Regions from separate parts of the Mus musculus genome. Here region 1 is linked to region 2. A link is a contact called in public HiChIP or PLAC-seq data. All regions are on one chromosome and are shown on one strand. Each heading gives the region's core, a stretch centred on a gene start, on an enhancer-like site or on the middle of the called end of the contact. The rest is flanking DNA. Distances are from core to core; before and after follow the strand shown. Region 1 overlaps Gm34087 (a long non-coding RNA gene). Region 2 overlaps Gm41030 (a long non-coding RNA gene).

Region 1 (4,760 bases), core at 204-2,703, 80 kb before region 2:
CTCTATCTGCCCTTCTGCCCCTTTTCTCTCTCTGATCTCTCTCTCTCTCTCTCTCTCTCTCTCTCTCTCTCTCTCTCTCTCTCTCTGCCTCTACTCCTGTCTCAACTCCCCTTCCCACACCCCCAAATAAACTCTATTGTATACTAAACCCATTATATGACTGGTACGATGCTTCAGCATGGGCCCACTGAGTTACCTCCTCCCACGGCACCATACTGTGCCCTACAGAACATATTCTTGGTTTTATAAAACACATCAATACCCATCAATTATCTCTTTCTTTTTTTCAGATGTGGTGAGATAATACAAATGGATGGATAGCATGATTCTTCAGTCCTCATGTGTAAATAAATTCTAGTATAGCTGCCACTGTTGTGCAGATTGGGACTGGGCACGATCAGCGTTATGATGGGAGTAAACACAAAAAAGGTGAAACCCCTTCCCGTGCTCTGTTCTTCCATCTCCAGCCCCAAAGGGTCATGGAGTCTGCCTCCGTCCAGCTGAATGGCAGCATCCTTCCATGGGTAAGGGCTTCCTGGAACATTTGCTGACCCTCTGGGACATGTCTGACCCTCTGCTCCCTGCTCAGGACTTTGGGGACAGAACACATGTGTCTATTTCTTTCTTGATTCTGCGTCTATTTTTAGAGTCCTAGATAACTACCAAAGTGCAGTTTTGTGCCTCCCTCCCTCCTATCACCTGCTCTTGTGTTTTGTGGCACAAAGGATGCACTATAGGCTCAAGCAAGCTCCACCCCCACCCCTGAGGACAGAAGGCATAGGGAAACACGTCAAAGCACAACAAGTGACCATGGCTGCACCTTACTTGAAGGGAGTTCCCAAGGAGAATCATTTGCCCAGCCAAGGACTCTCTGGACTCACCAGAACACTTTTTATTTAGCGCAGTGAGACCAGGTACCGGTATCCTTCAAAAGCTCCTTAGACATTCTGAAATTCAGAAAGACCCAAAAGAATCAAATGAGCACCCACTTTCTGGAACTCCAGGCTTGCCTCATTGCAGGACTAAGACCAGGAATCCAGCTGAGTCTGACTTGCAGCCACAAGGGACTTTTCCCAGTGTGATGCCCTTAGTTAAGGAGGTGGGGCAGAGGGGTTGAAGGGGAGGGTATCAGGACCACAACAAATGGAGAAAGGAGAGAATTTCTTTGGTAATAAGGCTGGCCCCACCATTCTCGGGCTCCCAAGTGACCTGGACCTTCAGGGGTGCCTATAAATCAGATTGTATAAGCCAGGGCTTGCTTGTGTGTTATACATTACCATAATTTTTTTTTATTTTAGTAAAAAAAACTCTGGCTTTTTTTTTTCAAGTCACAGGACTCCAGCCCTCCTGGCAGGTCCTAAGTGAAACAAATTACTTCTAGAGAGTAAGCTCTATACCCTGGCCTCCTCCCTCATTGAACCCGCAGCTGCCTCTTTGTAAGCCTAAGACTATTGTAAGCTATTGCCCTAGGGGCAACCAAGGGGCTGTGTCTCCCTGCAGGTGTGCCAGGAAGACAGCGGGAGTCTGTAGGAAGCAGAGGTTGGTTGGACCTAGAAGCTGATTCAAGCTACATTATTACAAAAAGTTATTAAGCGATATTCAGTTACAGGATCCTGGGCTAAACAAAGAATGAGGCCCGGGGCAGCCAAAAACCATATGGACCTGGAGGTTGCACACACCTGCATGGGAGCGGGCAGGCCCAGTTAGAAGCCGTCATCAATTCTAGGAAAGCCATAAAGTTTGGACTTGCTTCATGGCACTTTCTAATTAACTGTGTGGTGAGTTTTCTCCACTTTCCTATAAAAGCCGGTGCCCCTCCTCCACCCCTCTCTCTACCTTGTCTCTCTCCCTCATGTCCCAAGACACCTGGGGAAAAGTTTCCCAGGGAAGCTCTCCAGTGGGCCTCAGACCATGGAAGACACTCTAAGCAGGAAGATGGCACTCGTTCTTGTGTGGAGAGAAAAAAAAGAATAGAACAGGCTCTTTGAAAGGCTCTCAAGAGAATCATCCAAAACAAGGAGCCAGCACGGCCTCCCTTAAAGAAGAGGGAGAAGCTACAAGTCACTTGAGCTGATGAAGGGAAGAACATTGGTTTAGCCAATTCTACTTACCCAACAGACTGGATAAACAGAAAGGAGAAAGATGAGTCTTAATTCTGCGGTGATATGCAAGAAGATATAGCATCTAGTGTTTAGGTTCTTTGCAAAGCAGATGCCTTGGTGGATGTCTGCTATAATTTTCATACTGGTAAATCCGTGTGCTCGTGTGACTCTGAGCACCCTACGGTGGCAAAATCCCAAGGCAGCTTAGTCTCCAGGGCTTTCTGGAGAATTGTGTTGATGCATTTAGAACATCTGCATAATGCACACTTACACTATGGACCACGAAGTCACATTCAGAAGGCAGAACTCATCTCTCACCATTGCTCATCTGCAAAAAGAGGAGGAAAAATGCAAAGTATTTCTGATGAGGCAGAGGTTTCCCTTGGCCTCTTACCTGGCTGGGCTGACGATTTCTCCATCTGGTGCTGACAGCAACTTTGGCTGGTGCTGAGGTGGGGCCTGGCCCGGCTTGCTCCCTTTGACCTCCACAGTGCAAATCTCTTGAAACGATAAAGGAGCCGAGTGTGAGGCAAGGCCTCGAGCCTGGGCGGATGAATGTGCCCTACAGCTTCTCGGAGCACAGCAGGGAGATGTCTGAACAAAGCATGGAGACCTGCACTGAGGCCCTGGTGGGCTGTTCCAAGACTGCACTCCAGGATCCACCTAGACCTAGCCATTTGGTCCTGGCTATTGAAACAGAAAGGCCTATTGCTCCAGGCCATGCTGTGCTTTTGCAAAAGAGTTGCCTTGTGAGAACTCAGAATATTACTATTGGTCAGCTTGTAGATGCATGTCTGCCTTCAGATTGGTATAAAGCAACAGCCCTCAACCTGTGGGTCACAGTCCCCTTGGGGATTGAATGAGCCTTTCACAGGGGCTTAAGACCATCTGCATATCAGATATTTACATGATGATTCATAACAGCATCAGCATTACAGTTATGAAGTAGCAACAAAAATAATTTTATAGTTGGGGATCACCACCACATGAGGAACTGTATTAAAGAGGAAGACCACTGGTATGAAGCAATGGTTGAGGACCAGTTATGTCTGTGTCTGTCTTTTAAAATTCAAGAGACTGCAAAGTAGGACCACTCATGCTAGAGCTAAGAAACAGGTTTTCTTTTCTCTTTCCTTTCTTCTCCTCCTCCTTCTCTTCCCCTTCTCTTCCTCTTCCTCCTCTTCCTCTTCCTCTTCCTCTTCCTCTTCCTCTTCCTCTTCCTCTTCCTCTTCTTCTTCTTCTTCTTCTTCTTCTTCTTCTTCTTCTTCTTCTTCTTCTTCTTGTCTTTTTTTTATGATGGGTTCTCACTCTCTTGCTCAGGCTGGCCTTGTACTCATGTTCTTCCTGCTTCCGTTTTCTGAATGTCAGCATGATTTTAAGAGCCAGCGTGCCCACTGGGTCTGTGCTTTTGTTATCATTCTGAATGTGAGAAGAGAATTCAGACTTGCAAGAAGGGGTTGGCACACTCAAGGGGACAGAGTGTGGGAATTGTCAGGAGAAAGTCCCCACCTCCATGTGCTCTGAAGGATGTGAGGCAAGCTTACACAATATCTCATATTCCAGTCCCAGAAGGGAGGCGGTCACACTGTGTAATATTTCCAGTTACGTTCAAGAAACAGCCTGGAATGATCAGAGCCATAACTCTTGACTGCAGCAAATGGAAGGGTGGGGTGAAGGGAACCACGCAAGAGTAATTAGGCAGCCGGTGACCGTGGCTCTGAACCTGCTGGCCCTGCTAAACAGAACATAAATTTTTTTAAGGGCTACAGTGGGCTCTGTGCAGCACAACTTTGATATCTGAGATGCAATTAGACTTTGCCCTTATGAGGAATCAACTAAAAGCTTGCAAAATACCCCTGTTACTCTGGCGTGTTGTTTTCCCAGGCCAGTGTGCACACTGCTTCCTTGTGGCCCCCACAGTGCGTGACAGTCATTTGTGGGTCTTCTCTGGAGGCATCGGCCTCCTGGTACACCAGGGACTCCATACAGACAGTGAAAATAATTTGACCACTTGCTGCTTCCCAGTCACTCAAGGGTGATATTGAATCTGGAGCAGTTAAGACTCCCTAGAGAAATGAAGCGGAGAGATAAAAGTCTTTGCTAGGCCCTACAGGATTCTCTGCTTTCAAGCATCTTGGTGTTTTAGAAGCCTCTCCTTTGCTCCTGTTTCATGACATTTATCTTAGTGTTTGAGCAGACACGTGGAAGATACGATCTGCATGGGGATTTCCGCTGGAAGCAAGTCCAAAGCAGCGGCGGCGCCTGCATTCCCAGAATACACTGTTCTCTTTTGCCCTTTCTTCAGATCATCCCAGACTGGAACATCTTGCTGCTGAGCATCAGGAAGGAAAGGAGGAAGAAAGATTGAAGTGGGGAGGGTGGAGAGAGAAAGAGGAAGGGAGGGAGGGCTAGGAGATCCATATGTAAGACAAGATAAATGTTACTTATTTATGCCTCGTCTTTATTCCTTGTCAAATGGAGATCGCATCCAAAACTCAGCCACAGCAAGTCCTATAGGAGAAGGAAGCAGTGTCAGTTCTCAGGACCAGGGCAGCTTTGGCATCTAAAAAATGCTTCTATCCTCTAGCTAAAGTGCCTGGCTCCCCATTACCAAACACCTAGCTTCTAACTATTCCAACAAAACTGATTTTCAAGGTT
Region 2 (4,552 bases), core at 1,815-4,314:
ATCTAGGCTTTTATGATCCAAAGACAGACTGCCAAGTAAACAAAGCATTTGTGAAAGAGCTCCAGTTACCGTGTGGTAAGCAGCTACAGCCCTAAGGACTCTTTCTAGCCCTCCGTGAACAACTTCGGAGGGAAAAAAGGTAGACTTTTTTAAAGGGAAGGAAAGAACAGAAGGGGAACTCCAGGCTCCGGGCAACAAAGGCGTTACAATGTAATTAACTCCCAGACTGGGCTCAGTGATGGGGCGACATGGCTTCTGACTGCCCAAAGCTTCCTCTTGTCTTCGGCAGGAATTAAAGTCTACATCTGTGTCAGGAGGGCACTCAGACTATTCGCTGCCTGAGACAACCGGGGAAATCAACCCGCTTCAAGGAGGAAGGCTTGTGACATAGCTGCTCTCTCCAGCATGGCTTGCAGGCTGAGCGGAGTTTACAGGACGACTGTTGGATGTCTGAAGTAGACTGAAGGAAGTCTGAGTCTGGGCCATTTGGGAGGGAACGTGATGGAAATATTTGCCCTGGGCTTGGAGAACCTATTTGTTTTGACGACTGCTGCTGCTGCTGCTATTTTCCTTAAAGTGGAAGATAGCAGGACTGGAAGAATGGGAGGCCCTGTCCTTTGGGTCCCGCCTTCTTGCACATGTGCAAGAGAAGAGACGCACGTTGTATATTAGCTGTGCCTCGGACAATAGAAAAGCCATCCTCAGTGCCCTTCCTCCACTCAGCTAAAGAAAGCGTTCATCTCCATAACTCTCAATCAAATTCTTAAAAACTGTGGAGCTAGAAAAGACATTTTCCCTTATTCCACTGGATATGTTTAATATTGACAAAGAGAAAGACAAGACACTTGTGACTTAACAAAGTTCTACATAAACGTGTACAACTGTATCTACTAGATTTTCACCTTAGTTTGAATTTTGATCTTCCTCATTACAATACAGACTTTTCTGCGAAGAATTGTCTACAAAACCCTAGTAAATTCTAATAAAACAAAATGCCTATAAAATTATAAATCAGGCTATTATTAATTTACGCCACTGTGGTAATATTATATTTACTAGATTTATTTTTAGTTTTTAAACAACTATAATTGTAATGCAAGAACGTGTTCAATGTTAAAGATTCTATTTCAAATTCAGTAAAATACTTCCTATGTGGATTAGCTCACACTTAACAAATGTGTCATACTCCATAAATACACCACATAATTAACCCATAGATACACCACACTTAGCAGAAAAGGTCATCTAGTCAGCGAGAATGTAATTAACAACCTGAAAGTTGTTTCCCCATTTTTTAACTCAAACCAGCAGCTCACACAGGACAATAAAAACGGAGGCACTTCCAGTTCTGTTTCTTTGTCCTTCGGGGTCATTGTTTCAAATCTACTGCTGTAACACAGGCAAACACAGGCAAGGGGCAGTGTGAACTCCGAGGCTTCCAAACCATCATGAGCAGACTTTCCAAATGAAAGCAAGCTTATTTCGACACAAGCAGGCACCCTTTGGATTAGCATCCACGAAAAATATACTTTCCAAAAGACTTATAGTAAAACGTGCTGATTTGATACATTTATGTATAGCCACATAGGCATCATTCGATCCTAGTAGTAATGACCTCTATTATGCACTAGTTAAATTGCTAAATTTTTCTCCAAGACAATAATATTTTCTTCCTTTAAAAAATACTTATCTACATTTTGTGTGTAGGAGTGTTTTTCTTCAATGTATGTATGTGCTCCACAGGCATACCTGATGCCTAAAAAGGCCGAAAGAGCATGACTGATGCCCTGGGACTCAAAGCACGGTTATGAGCACCCACGTAGGTGCTGGGACCTAGATACAAGTCCTCCGCAAGAGCAGCAAGTGTTCTTAACCACTGAGCCATCTCTCCAGGCCCCCCAAATATTTCCTTATTACACTATTTAGAGTTGGTGATAAGCAGATCCCACGTCACATGATCTTGTCATTATTTTAACATTCGATGATTTGTTCCTCTGCTGGTATTGGGCAGCCCACTCCAGCTGCCCCGCCCTTGCTGTGAATCCGGTAAACCCAGACCCATGGTAAGCTTAGCATGAGCAGCCTAGGCAGCCTCTGGAGACCTGAGCTGGGTGAGGAGGGCAAAAAGACCTGGCCAGAAGTCACCCATGCTGGTATCAGGATCTCCCAACCCAGTGATATCACATCTAGGTGACAGGGAGACCCTCACACCTGTTGCCAAGGCAACAGTCACCATATTCCCAGAATCCACTTGGCTTACCTCCCACCTTTACCTGTGGTTATGGCACTATCCATATAAAAGGAAGATCTCTCTCTCTCTCTCTCTCTCTCTCTCTCTCTCTCTCTCTCTCTCTCCCCCCTCCCATATGTTCTCAAGTCTGGGTGGGAGGGGCTATAAAGCTTATATTTGTAAACAAGAAAAAATAGGCTTCAAGGCCAAAGTGACTTATCCAGTGGCCCACTGATTTGTCCAGTGGTAGAATCCAGATTAAAACCCAGATGTGACGGCAAATCATGATCATAAAATTGATGGCATCTAAATCAGCTAAGAGACGTATCTTTGAGGAGGTCTGTATCGTTTCCAGGAAGGACTGTCTGAGGGTAGCAGACTGTTCCCCAGAGTGAGGGGTATCAAATGCAAAGTAGCCCAAACACAAAGAAATCACAGGGCGCAGCCCTTTACTGCTTGCTTGCGCCCCTTCATTTCTGGCCGTTGTATGGATCTGTTGCTGTTGTAGCTGCCCCAGCTGCCTCCGCCATCCAGCTACACAGGGCTAGGCTACTACTGAAATTCTAGCCTCTTCAGCATTCAGGCCATTGTGGGCTACCCAACCTATACAGCTGGAAGTCATATTAACAGATCCCTCTTGATAACATCTACGTCTATTTGTTTATTCACTCCAGACCTCGGCTTATTCACTCCAGAGCGCCACTGAACTAGGTCTGAACTCTGACCTGAAGGGGGCGTAGCAGAGCCTGTGGCCGGCACGGGAGCAGGCGCCATGTTAAGGGCCCCACTGCTCTCCGATGAACAGATACATACATCCCCAGGAATCCTTCAAGTCAGCCACACCTTAGAAACCAACTCAGCCTCAACAGAGGCCTGTCATGTGACCTAGGAGCTAAACCGAGTTTCACTCTCTAGTGATTTCTGGATGGCTCCTCCCTCTTTCCCACATCTATCCTCCATATTCTGTCTTCTCAATTCTCCTGTCTTGCTTAATTTTTAAAATGTGTATTTATTCATTCCTTTATTTGTGTGTCAGGTGTGCACCTGATGGCCATGGAGTTCAGAAGAAGACATCAACTACCCTGGAACTGGAGTTAGAGAATGTTGGGAACCTACGGGTGGATGCTGGGAATTGAACTCAGGTCCTCTAGAAGAACAGCCAGTGTTTTTGTTTGTTTGTTTATTTTTTTTGTTTGTTTTTGTTTTTGTTTTTTTGGCTTTGGCTTTTTCGAGACAGGGTTTCTCTGTATAGCCCTGGCTGTCCTGAACTCACTTTGTAGACCAGGCTGGCCTCGAACTCAGAAATCTGCCTGCCTCTGCCTCCCAAGTGCTGGGATTAAAGGCGTGCACCACCACGGCCCAGCACAGTTGGTGTTCTTAACCACCGAGCCATCTCTCTAGCCTGTTACTTCCTTTTTAACCTACTTCTTTAACAAAGTATCAGTATTTTCAGTGAGCGTGTTGGAGCTATCACATTAAGTTCCAAATAATTTCTCATTTGAGACCTTGCATACAACATGCACCTCTAAAGGGCTTGAGAGTCCCTTTACATCCTCTCTTTACTGCAAGCCCGGGAACATCTTGTGTTTCTCTGACTCCTCCCTGGGACATTAAAAAATGATAATCTACCCCTCCATATGGCCAGAACTTGAGTGAGGTTATGCTTACTGATTAGTATTGATCAGTTACTCGTTTATACCTGTTTATAATGGTTTCCCTGCAGTGTGCTCATTACGGTTTCCAGCATCAGACCGCAGAAAGCTTTGGGTTGTATAATAAGTGGAAGATCTTGCAAAGAAAGCAAGTCTGTCTTCAGCCTCTTCTCTCTCCAGTGACAGGAAAAGCCATTTATTTTGTCTCTTTGTGTAGTCTGGCCTTTGCATATGGTCACGGGCTGAAAGTACAGGGCCAGCCTTATCAAAGTCTAGGAGAAGGCTTCCCACCGCTTACCAACAGGACATGAAAATCACCATGGAAGGCAAAGACAGCCCAGGGCTGTGCAAGTGCTGGTATACAGCAAAGCTTGGAGTGCTTCCCTGGAATCCACATGATCAAGACAGCACAGAGCTAAGAGGGAGCTTCCGCCCATCTCAGAGTGGGGGGACAGATGTCATCTGTACCCTTTCGTCTTTAATAGCTGATCTGTTTCAAACAGATCAGGGGACAAAGTGTCTTTACAGTAGCAAAAAAAAAAAAAAAAGTGAAGATTAAGTTCAGGTCCATATATTATTATATATTATATATTAGCTCAACCAATGGACTTCAAAATATACAAACTTTTCCCTCATTCAAAAGATGTGTTAAGGTTGTCATGGCGATTCC

What was found. HiChIP or PLAC-seq counts read pairs in DNA pulled down with a chosen protein or histone mark.
Region 1: an H3K27ac HiChIP or PLAC-seq map of embryonic stem cells shows a contact between it and region 2, with 11 read pairs. The contact joins two enhancer-like sites. A contact is called at or near these places in 1 of 15 datasets of contacts at CTCF or cohesin (the NIH/3T3 cell line), 21 of 484 Hi-C or Micro-C datasets (Sertoli cells, bone marrow-derived macrophages, brown adipocytes and 4 more), 6 of 115 datasets of contacts at active chromatin or transcription factors (embryonic stem cells and pancreatic cancer cells) and 1 of 9 other capture datasets (embryonic stem cells).

The regions. Positions count from the first base shown.
Region 1 is chr13:97,598,219-97,602,978 of GRCm38.p6, reverse strand. Gm34087 (a long non-coding RNA gene) reads left to right here. Exons shown (of 5, transcript XR_873831.2): 5 at 291-369. Among named protein-coding and RNA genes, the nearest start is that of Gm34087, 22 kb to the left of the region's middle. Within about 2 kb of position 1,453, at least 9 of the 459 cell types and tissues checked have an H3K27ac peak or open chromatin away from gene starts, as enhancers often do. A contact at or near this core is called in embryonic stem cells, where this site is marked.
Region 2 is chr13:97,519,648-97,524,199 of GRCm38.p6, reverse strand. Gm41030 (a long non-coding RNA gene) reads left to right here. Exons shown (of 3, transcript XR_001781023.2): 3 at 3,267-3,350. Among named protein-coding and RNA genes, the nearest start is that of Gm41030, 5.3 kb to the left of the region's middle. Within about 2 kb of position 3,064, at least 3 of the 459 cell types and tissues checked have an H3K27ac peak or open chromatin away from gene starts, as enhancers often do. A contact at or near this core is called in embryonic stem cells, where this site is marked.